Regions from separate parts of the Mus musculus genome. Here region 1 is linked to region 2. The links are chromatin contacts, called in public HiChIP or PLAC-seq maps. All regions are on one chromosome and are shown on one strand. The core of a region is the stretch at or near the end of the contact, and the rest is flanking DNA. Distances in the headings are between cores, read along the strand shown. Region 1 overlaps Fyb (FYN binding protein). Region 2 overlaps Dab2 (disabled 2, mitogen-responsive phosphoprotein).

Region 1 (4,815 bases), core at 761-3,260, 210 kb after region 2:
CTTCTGACATTCACTTTTTCAAAGCTCCTATAGAACAGATCAGAGCTCTCAACGCTCAATGACCTTTCTAACCCAAAATTCCAAAGTCCTTCTACATTCCTCTCCAAAATGACATGGCCAGTAATACCTCTGACCAGGTACCAACTTATCTTGGTTAGGGTTACTATTGCTGTGATGAAAACTATGACCAAAATCAACTTGGGGAAGATAGGACTCATTTCACCAACAATGCCACATAACAGTTTATCATCAAAGACAGTGAGGACAGGAACTCAGGGCAGGAACCTGGACGCAGGAGCTGATGCAGAGGCCACGAAGAGTGCTGCTTACTGGCTTGCTATCCATGGCTTCCTCAGCCTGCTCTCTTGTAGAACCCAGGACCACCAGCCCATGTATGGCTCTCCCAGACTGATTATTAACTACGAAAATGCCTTATAGCAGAATCTTATAGCTGTGTTTCCTCAACTGCGGTTCCTTCTCTGATGACTCCGGCTTTTGTCAAGTTGACACAAAGCTATACACACTACAGTGATGTTAGTTAGGGTTTTACTGCTGTGAACAGACACCATGACCAAGGCAAGTCTTATAAAAAACAACATTTAATTGGGGCTGGCTTACGGGTTCAGAGGTTTAGTCCATTATCATCAAGGTGGGAGCATGGCAGTATCCAGGCAGGCATGGTGCAGGAGGAGCTGAGAGTTCTATGTCTTCATCCAAAGGCTGCTAGTGGAAGACTGACTTCCAGGCAACTAGGGTGAGGCTCTTATACCCACACCCATAGTGACACACCCATTCCAACCAGGTCACACCTATTCCAACAAGGCCACACCTTCAGATTGTGCCACTCCCTGGTCCAAGGATATACAAACCTTCACAAGTGACATTCCACTATAGAAGCATAATTTGATTTCACCTTATCCCCAGCATGATGTGTTTGTCTTTTGCTCATAATAGAATGTATTAATTACAAAATCACTTAATTGCTTCATGGTTACAATTTAGAACAGTGATTGAAAACGCATTGAGTTACCCATGATTCTTTTTAACATCATAATACTTCCACGGGAGTCTCAAGTTACTAAGTATGTATGTACAGCTTGGTGGGTCTTCTATGTGGGCTGCTATGTGTGTGCATATTAACATTACAGCCTTTCAGGCATTTGAGTCTAGAGATATTTGTTTGAAGACTTAAACACCCTTGTGAACACTCTGGTAGATTCTGCTACCAAATCAACATGTGAGCATCTACCTACTACTATTATTAGCCTAGTTAACATTATCTATATATTTATTTAAATATATTTTATTAGGCCTATAAATATTATCCTAATTAAAATAACTAGTATATATTCTCTTAAACATTTAATTTCCATATAAATTTTTTCTGTTCACATATATAAATAAAATCATATTTCTTATTTCTAGGTTTATTTTAACCTCTGGTCAATTTAACTCATTAAATTTAGATCTCTGAATTTTTTTATATGTTTACTTTTATTTTACATTTTAGTTTTATTTTTCGTTTTGTTTGAGACAGACCGTCACTATATACCCCTAGCTGGCCTAGAACTAACTATGTAGCCCAGGCTGACTTTGATGTTAGAAAGATCCTTCCGTCTCCCTCCGCCTCCGCCTCCACCTCGATTGCAGGCATATGACACCATAGTGGGCCCAGGATCCTAGCACTTTTAAAGTCTGTTAAAAGCCCTCCCCCAGACACCAGCTCCAGCAAAGCCTCTGAGTATGGCAAGCTTTTAGAATGAAATCGTCACAAATGGCTCAAACAATCTGAAAGTTGATAAACCCTGGAGGCCAGTTATCATTTCGTTGAGATTATGAAAAAAAATGTATTTGACAATAGATCCTCTGCTTCAGGGGCCCTCCAGACCACCCATAAGTGTAATGACTCATTAAAAGGACTCCCAGGTCTCAGGGTTCAGTTAACAGAAGAGGCTGGCATTCAATAAGGTTAAGAAGAAAGGACAGCCAGCAGGTGGCGCTATCTAAGCACGGGTTTCCAGGCAATTCCACAAGCATGAGAAGGGCCTACAGAAACCACCGTTATGAAAAAGCAGTGGGTGTCTCCAGCAGCTTCCATCAGGAACCGGTCTGAGGTTGGTAGAAACTAAGGTTTGCACAGGGACTAGGGGGACTGTCTCATGGTTTCCTTAGGCCTGACACCTGTCAGAAGACCTAAAAACCTAGACAAAAAGCAAGCATTGTTGATAAGGCCTCACACAGCAAAAATACTTTTATCAACTAGGCAACTTTTACAGCAGTGTATAATTATAAAGAAAATGTGTTCCTCTGTCAGTCATAGGCCAGACTTGATAGCATATTGTTCTAAAACCCAGCATGGGGCCTGCTGTGCTGACTCTCTGAAAACCTCATTGCTAGAATCTGTCCTGGATAAGGCTGTAGAAGGAAGAACAGATTTCAAAAGCTGTGGTAGAGCATGGGATGCTAGTCAACGTGCCAGCTTTGCAGGAATCACTAAAAAAGGCAACATGCTTGGAGTCTTTTTTGTTTCTTTGTTTTTTGAGACAGGGTTTCTCTATATAGCCCTGGCTGTCCTGGAACTCCCTCTGTAGACCAGGCTGGCCTCAAACTCAGAAATCTGCCTGCCTCTGCCTCCTAAGTGCTGGGATCATGGCTTTTTAATTGGCATGTGGCAGGAATTCACACCTAAGCAAGGAAGGCAATACTGGTGTGTATAACTGTAAAGCCCAGAAATGGCTGCCTCAGGGATGGCTATGTCCAAGAATTCAAGTAACACCAAGAATGACTCCCTACAAATACACACACACACACACACACACACACACACACACACACCTCAAACAACTTCCCTCTAAAACCAACAAGATGGCTGCCAACAGCCCGCCCAGTAGGCTTGGACTCTTGTAGGCAATATTGTTTCCTTAAGTTATCTCCAACGCCCACTGATAGTAATAAACCTTGAGTCGTTTATAATCTCCATCATATCAAGGCTTCCTCTTGCTACGTGGCTTATCTATGACCAGCCAACTTCATAAAAATAGATCCAACTTAGAAGGAACTTGGAAAGAACAAAAGAGGCTGGGTGCTTTCCATTGCCTGGGCAATCTATACTTAGAGCACTGTAAAGTTAACTACGGTGTGCAGAAAGGGGGGAAGTGGGAAAGTTAAGGACCTCTAGGAGCTTAGTCGACTCTTCAAAACAGAAAACTCTAACAGTCTTAAAGTCCCCAACCATAAATTCCACAATGAGGAAATATCTAGATGCGAAATCTCCCCCGCTGAAGGGGAAGTTAGATAAATACATAGAGGAAATGAAAGCAAAATGAGCCTTAGTCATGCTCAAGAGTATGGAGGAAATGGCTGGGTTGGGTTTGAGGCAGAAAAGTAGAAGAGGCATGTGTTTCTAAGCCTCTTATCCCACCTTCAGAGCACCCTTGGGATGCTGTTCCCTCCCTACTCAGAATCCATTCACAAGTCACAACCTATTGGGCTTTTAAAATATTCACTGGGACTGGAGAGATGGCTCCTTGGTTAAGACTGCTCTTAACCAAGTCTCTTCCAGAAGTCCAGAGTTCAATTCCCAGCAACCACATTGTGGCTCACAATGTGATGGGATCTGATGTCCTCCTCTGATGTGCCTGAAGACAGCAACAGTGTACTCATACATTAAAAAAAAAAAAAAAGGTGTGTAAAATAGTCACTCAATAAACCTTCAAGTCACTCCTCTGTGTCTTTTCTATTGAACTTCCGGGAAGGCCATGCACAAAACAGAGATCTCTGCTTCTATATGAAGCAAGGGCAGGAGAAACAGGAACTGACAGACAGATGGAAGACACTGCGGTGGGCAGTAAGGGTCAAGTGCTGAGGGAGAAAACAGGAAAGGAAAACGTGAGGGGTGTTACAGGCAGCATAGCGTTACAGCTTTAAACAGAGATGCGAGGGAGCAAAGATGCAAGGGGATGTGGGCGTTGGGCATAAAGCTGTGGGGGAGGGGCTGCTCAAGGCAGAGAACAGAAAGGCTGGAGTCTAAGGAGGAGGCGGGCAGAATTACACTAACAGCAGCAAGAGACACAATGGGGAAAGAGCCCGCTGTTGTAAGGGCTCTGCGTGCTGTGACAGTCTGCGACTGTCACGGTAAGTGAGATGCGAACCCCGATGGTTGCAGCACAGCACCAAGGTTTTTTGACTTTTGTTTGATTAAGGCCACTTTAAGTAGATGGGCAAACGCGGAGGCAGCACCAGAACCATTTAGACGGTGCAGAAATGCAGGCAATCTACCAAAGCATTCTAGCCAAGATGGGCTGTCCTCTGCAGAGGCGGCAAGAAATGTCTGCACTGTGGATACATTTTGAAGGGAACAGTAGCAGAATTTGAATTTATTAATGAAACTCACAGTGAGGATCGTGTGTGGTCTTAGCAACTGGAAAGTGCCTGCCACAGGAGCATGAAGTTTGTGCCCATCACACATTTAAAAGCATGTATATGGAACCCCATTTCTGACGAAGTGGAGGGGTTACGGATATGGCAGAGGCAGGTAGAGTCCCGAGGCTCATGGTAGCTAAATCAAGGGCTCTGGATTCACTGAGAAATACAAAGTGTAACGTGATAAAGGAAGATTCCCCAACTTCAACTGCCGGTCTAGACATGCATGCACACACGTAGAAAGAAACTGGAAAGAGCCAATTCAGAGTCTGTTCAAGGTGTGAAGCAAAGACACGGAGTAACAACTAGGATGGGAAGAATTTTGGTTCGTTTCTGTTTCTGTATCTTGAGTCAGGATCTCATGTCACTATAACCTAGGCTGATATTAGGTAG
Region 2 (4,655 bases), core at 416-2,915:
TAAGAATGTCTTACCAGGATTCTTTTTGAGTGTACATTAACATAGTCTAGTTACCCAAATCAACAAGATGCAAAAATCTTCTTTTGTTTGTGTGTGTGTGTGTGTGTGTGTGTGTGTGTGTATGTGTGTGTGTGTGTGTGTGTGTGTGTGTGTGTGTGGTGTGGTTGCATGTGTGTCAAACAGTGTGTGGTGGGCATCAATGATCAACTCAATGGAGTCATTTTCCCCCTTCCATTTTTCTGTGGGTTCCATCTATTGGATTTAGGTCATCAGGTTTTCTGAGTAACCACCTTTCGCTGAGCCATCTTTCTGATCCACAAAAATCTTACTGTCTGACCTGGCCCTTGCAGAATAGACTGTCACAGTAGAATCATAAAGACAGAAGCAGTTAGGGAGGAAGTCAACAAGTGTGAGACTTTAGAGCCCCATCACAATGTGTTTTCTCAGAGGTTACTTCAAAGACAGTGGCACAGGTATTTGCGGCCACTGGTCCTGAGGTCTGGCTTACAGGTTAATATTTCACATGTCCTGTCCTCCAGCTGATCACGCACAGAGAAGCACGGTCCCTGGCCAAGACAAAGTGCTGGGCACTCAAAGCAAAGATGCTTGAAGTGCTTTCTTAAGTCTCCTGTACCCAGCTTTACTCCATGGAGTTCTCTGTGAGAACTGTAACTGATATGTTAAAAAGTCCTTGGGATTGTGAACTTTTGAAAATACAGGTTAAAGGATGGGGATTTGGGAACAGCAAATGACAAGAGAAAACCACATTGGAAGGAGAAAAACAAATTCAGTTCTGACCTCAACAGCTTATCATGGTTATGTTCTGTGTTGTTCAGTGCATTTATTATTCCTAAAATAGAAGCACCTTTTATATGGTTTTCAGGATAAAGGTTTTAGGATCTTGGTATATGCCATGCCCCGATGTCCACAATGGGTTGATTCGAGGATCCTCTCCCTCCCCCACAGTTCTAAACATTCTTTGATGTTCAAAATCCTACATACATGGTTTGCTTCAAGCCATCTGCTATGTTTCTTTAATGTATTTCAAATCATCTATAGAGTATTAATAATACTCTCTTAATAATGCAAATGTTAGGCAAATAGTTTTATACTATTATATTTAGGGAAAAGTAATTTTTTAAAATATCTGTATATGTTCAGTACAGGTGATTTTCTTCTGGCTATTTTTGATCAGCTTTTTTTTTAATTCACAGATGTAGAGCATTTGAATAGGGATGGCTGACTATATTAGATGTTTATACCATATTACCCTAAACTTTGAAATAAGATTCTCTACTATGTGTGGAAAGGGGCTACTGTCAAGTCCTTAACTCAAAGTTATTCTAGCATCTTGAGACTGAGCAAATTCCTGATTGTTCTGTATAATTGGAGTAAGAGATAGGTTAGAGGTGCAGGTCAGAGGACCTGTAAAATTGTGTCATGATGTTGCTTCAGAACCTTCCAGACATTAAGGAGTACCACTGAGACACCAGTTCAAGTCCTTCTGATGGAAAGGAAAAGCAAACAATTTTAAGGTGTCAGTTAGGGTTTTTTTTTCCCCCTTATAAAGCCTAGACTAATTATTGTCCACTGTGCTAGCTTTTCCAGGTTGCAAAATGCTATGAGTCAGTTTAAGGACAAGACAAACTATAGCTGACTTTTTTATTCATGCAGACGACATAGTCATTCAAAGATGACTCATGCATCCTTCCGTTGTGCATCTCTCTGAGCTTCTCAGAAACCAGGAAAGATGTTGCAAGCTCCAAAATCATGGGACTCCAGTGCTGCAAGGGGGCCATTTTCACGTTACTTCAGGGAGCCCTGTCTGGAGTCCAAAAGCCTAACTTAGATGCCTTCACGCGAGTGGAGCTGATCTTACTGACTTGCCAAGCTTCCTTCTTACCGTTTTCTGTTTTACACAATGCCTTAAGGAGCCCGGGATAGAGACTAACTTTTGATTCTTCAGGTTTTTTTCCTGCAGATATGTGCTCTTATTTCCCTTTTCTATCTTCTAATGAAGGAAACATACTGTTCTAGAAAACTGGGAGGGGGGGAGACCCTCTACTTAGAGATGACCCTTGTATATATCTTGGGGAATGCATCTGTAATCCTTTTCTTTTACTGACCACTATGTGTAGTTCCTAGATAATTTCTTCCTTCTTTAAACATAAGAACCATAGAATCATACAGCAAATGAAAGACTATATAAATCCATTTTCTTTCAGAAGTCCATAACAAAGTTTTTCCTCCCTATTTTCTCTTCGGGTACTATAACTATCCCTACACAGTAAAGGGTATATGATCAAAGGAAGCCAAACACCTTTAGAACAATAACAATGTCATCAAAGCTGTGCCTTATCTAAGCGTGGTGGCACAAGCCACTCATCACTTGTGTAGCTGAACCTGGATGGTGACAGTTTCAAAGCCCACAGCAAGCTTGAAGCCAGCCTGAGAGACTTAGTGAAACTTTGACTCAAAAATACTACAGTAAAAAGGACAAGGGAGCAAAGACAGAGTATCAGCAGAGGACTTTCCTGGAGTGTGGAGGGTTAATCTTTGGTGTTTCCTCTACACAAAGAGTTGTCTTTGGTGTCTGAAGCACAGGAATTGTTTATAAAAACACATGGCCAAGTAATTCTACTCAGCTTCTGCCCTTTCTAATTTGACCCAGGAAGCCAACCCTTGATATGGACACTGGCCTTGAGTTATATCCTGGTATGACTTGTATGTTATGACTAAATCCACATGCCAAGCCACCAACTGCTCCCTCTTAGGTCTATCAGAGTGCTTTGTGGAACTTCTCAGATTTCTTTAAAATAGTAAAACGTTGGAGTCAAAATTGCAAAATTGAGTAAGCTAAATCTTTAAAAAACAATGTTACATAGGTAAGTCTTTCCTTGTCAGAAATAATATCCTGTTGGAGGATGTGGCAGTGGGCTTCTGAGATGGGCAATAAACTCTGATATCTGACAGTTTCTCAGCCTATAATCCTACCTAGTTTGGATCTCTCTTACTTTGGCTATCCACATGATCACTGTTGAAGTCAACATCATGCTAACCTGAGCAAGGCAGATTGGAAAGGATAACCCACAGGTACTGCAGGTGCCTCCCATAAACAGAATAATATGCAGTCTATTCTGGAGAGCATCCTTAGGGCTCCTGTTCTTGGCCTAGGAAATTAAAAGTATATTAAATACAGATACACATATTAAAAAACTGATATATTTACACTGCTCCAACAGTCCAGGTTGCCATCCACATGACTGGCTCCCACACGCCAGATGAATCTTCCCCTTTCAAGGAGATTCTGGTCCTGAGGATTTGACAGACAAGCATAAAGTTGATCTATGGGAGAACTTGTGATCAGCATGGGTATTTAGAAGGGAGAAGGGAGAGCTTCAGAGAAGACCTACCCATCTTCAGGGACAAATAGGTACCTAAGGATGAAGGACAGAGGCACCTCAGCAAATGGGAAAATGTAAGGACATAAAGCAAAGGTCAGTCACAAAGAAACAGTGAGCTTGGAGCTTGCATCCACATGTGAAAGAGTAGGGGATGAAGATGATCAGGACTAAAATATTCAAGAGCGTTATATAGGATGCAAAAATAGCAAATCTTTGCTTAAATAAAAAGGGGGACTCCCACAGGAGATTTTCAAACCTTTTATTTTAAATTCATTTTCCTTAAGATTTATTTATTATTATACGTAAATACACTGTAGCTGTCTTCAGACGCACCAGAAGAAGGTGTCAGATCTCATTACGGGTGGTTGTGAGCCACCATGTGATTGCTCAGATTTGAACTCAGGACCTTTGAAAGAGCAGTCAGTGCTCTTAACTGCTGAGCCATCTCGCCAGCCCCCCCCCCTTTTTTTTAAATTTAGAAAATGTGTCATTTAGGGTGACAAAAAAACAAAACAAAACAAACAAACAAACAAACAAAAACAATGGCAATGGAATCCAGTAAACATAAGCCAGGATGCAAAGCTTCAAGAAAGGCATAGACATGTGATGCATAGGGTAGGACTACTCAAATGGATGGAAAGCAAAGCAATTGGGTGTGTCAGGAGACCATCAGCAAAGTGAAAGGAGAGTTAAGACAAACAGGCCTTTGAGGGTGGTAGAAAATGGGAAAAAGACACAAAGTAGCAATCTTTTCCTTTTACAAGCTTATTCTTGAAAGAATCAAGAGAAAATAATCCTAAAATGGTCAGGTTACACTAAAGTATTTTCTTTATTTATAAGATGATGTCTGAGCAAGGTTGGGGGAGAGAAGGGGGCCATGTGGGAGAATGAGCACTGGTGCTCCTTAGAAGAGGAACTTAGTTTCACCCCTGCTTAGTTTGTAATGAATCCTCAGAGATGAAGAAAAGACCTTTAAGATTTGAAGGTCATAGATATAACTAAAAGAATCATCTCTCATGTCACCAAGAATCTCAGAGACCAATGAAAGCGCACAAAAAATAGGTGGCATATGCACTATTCTGGTTGCTTCATCAAATTATTAAAAATGGGTGAGTGGCTTAATGCAGGAGAAAGTGATTGCCACAGTCCTTCTGAAGGCACGAAGTCCAAAATCAGGACGTGACATACTTGGCTGCTTATGGGAGCTTGGAGATAGAGTCCACTCTGAGTTTGTGCGCCTAGCTTCAGGTG

What was found. HiChIP or PLAC-seq counts read pairs in DNA pulled down with a chosen protein or histone mark.
Region 1: a CTCF HiChIP or PLAC-seq map of the NIH/3T3 cell line shows a contact between it and region 2, with 7 read pairs. The contact joins two enhancer-like sites. A contact is called at or near these places in 1 of 15 datasets of contacts at CTCF or cohesin (the NIH/3T3 cell line), 2 of 484 Hi-C or Micro-C datasets (bone marrow-derived macrophages and nephron progenitors), 1 of 115 datasets of contacts at active chromatin or transcription factors (bone marrow-derived macrophages) and 1 of 9 other capture datasets (adipose tissue).

What each region holds. Positions count from the first base shown.
Region 1 is chr15:6,620,706-6,625,520 of GRCm38.p6, forward strand. The region is part of intron 2 of Fyb (FYN binding protein); the gene reads left to right. The region is part of intron 3 of Gm2245 (predicted gene 2245); the gene reads right to left. Among named protein-coding and RNA genes, the nearest start is that of Gm2245, 31 kb to the right of the region's middle. Within about 2 kb of position 2,011, at least 91 of the 459 cell types and tissues checked have an H3K27ac peak or open chromatin away from gene starts, as enhancers often do. A contact at or near this core is called in the NIH/3T3 cell line, adipose tissue and bone marrow-derived macrophages, where this site is marked.
Region 2 is chr15:6,409,821-6,414,475 of GRCm38.p6, forward strand. All of the region lies in intron 1 of Dab2 (disabled 2, mitogen-responsive phosphoprotein), which reads left to right. Among named protein-coding and RNA genes, the nearest start is that of Dab2, 25 kb to the left of the region's middle. Within about 2 kb of position 1,666, at least 71 of the 459 cell types and tissues checked have an H3K27ac peak or open chromatin away from gene starts, as enhancers often do. A contact at or near this core is called in the NIH/3T3 cell line, adipose tissue and bone marrow-derived macrophages, where this site is marked.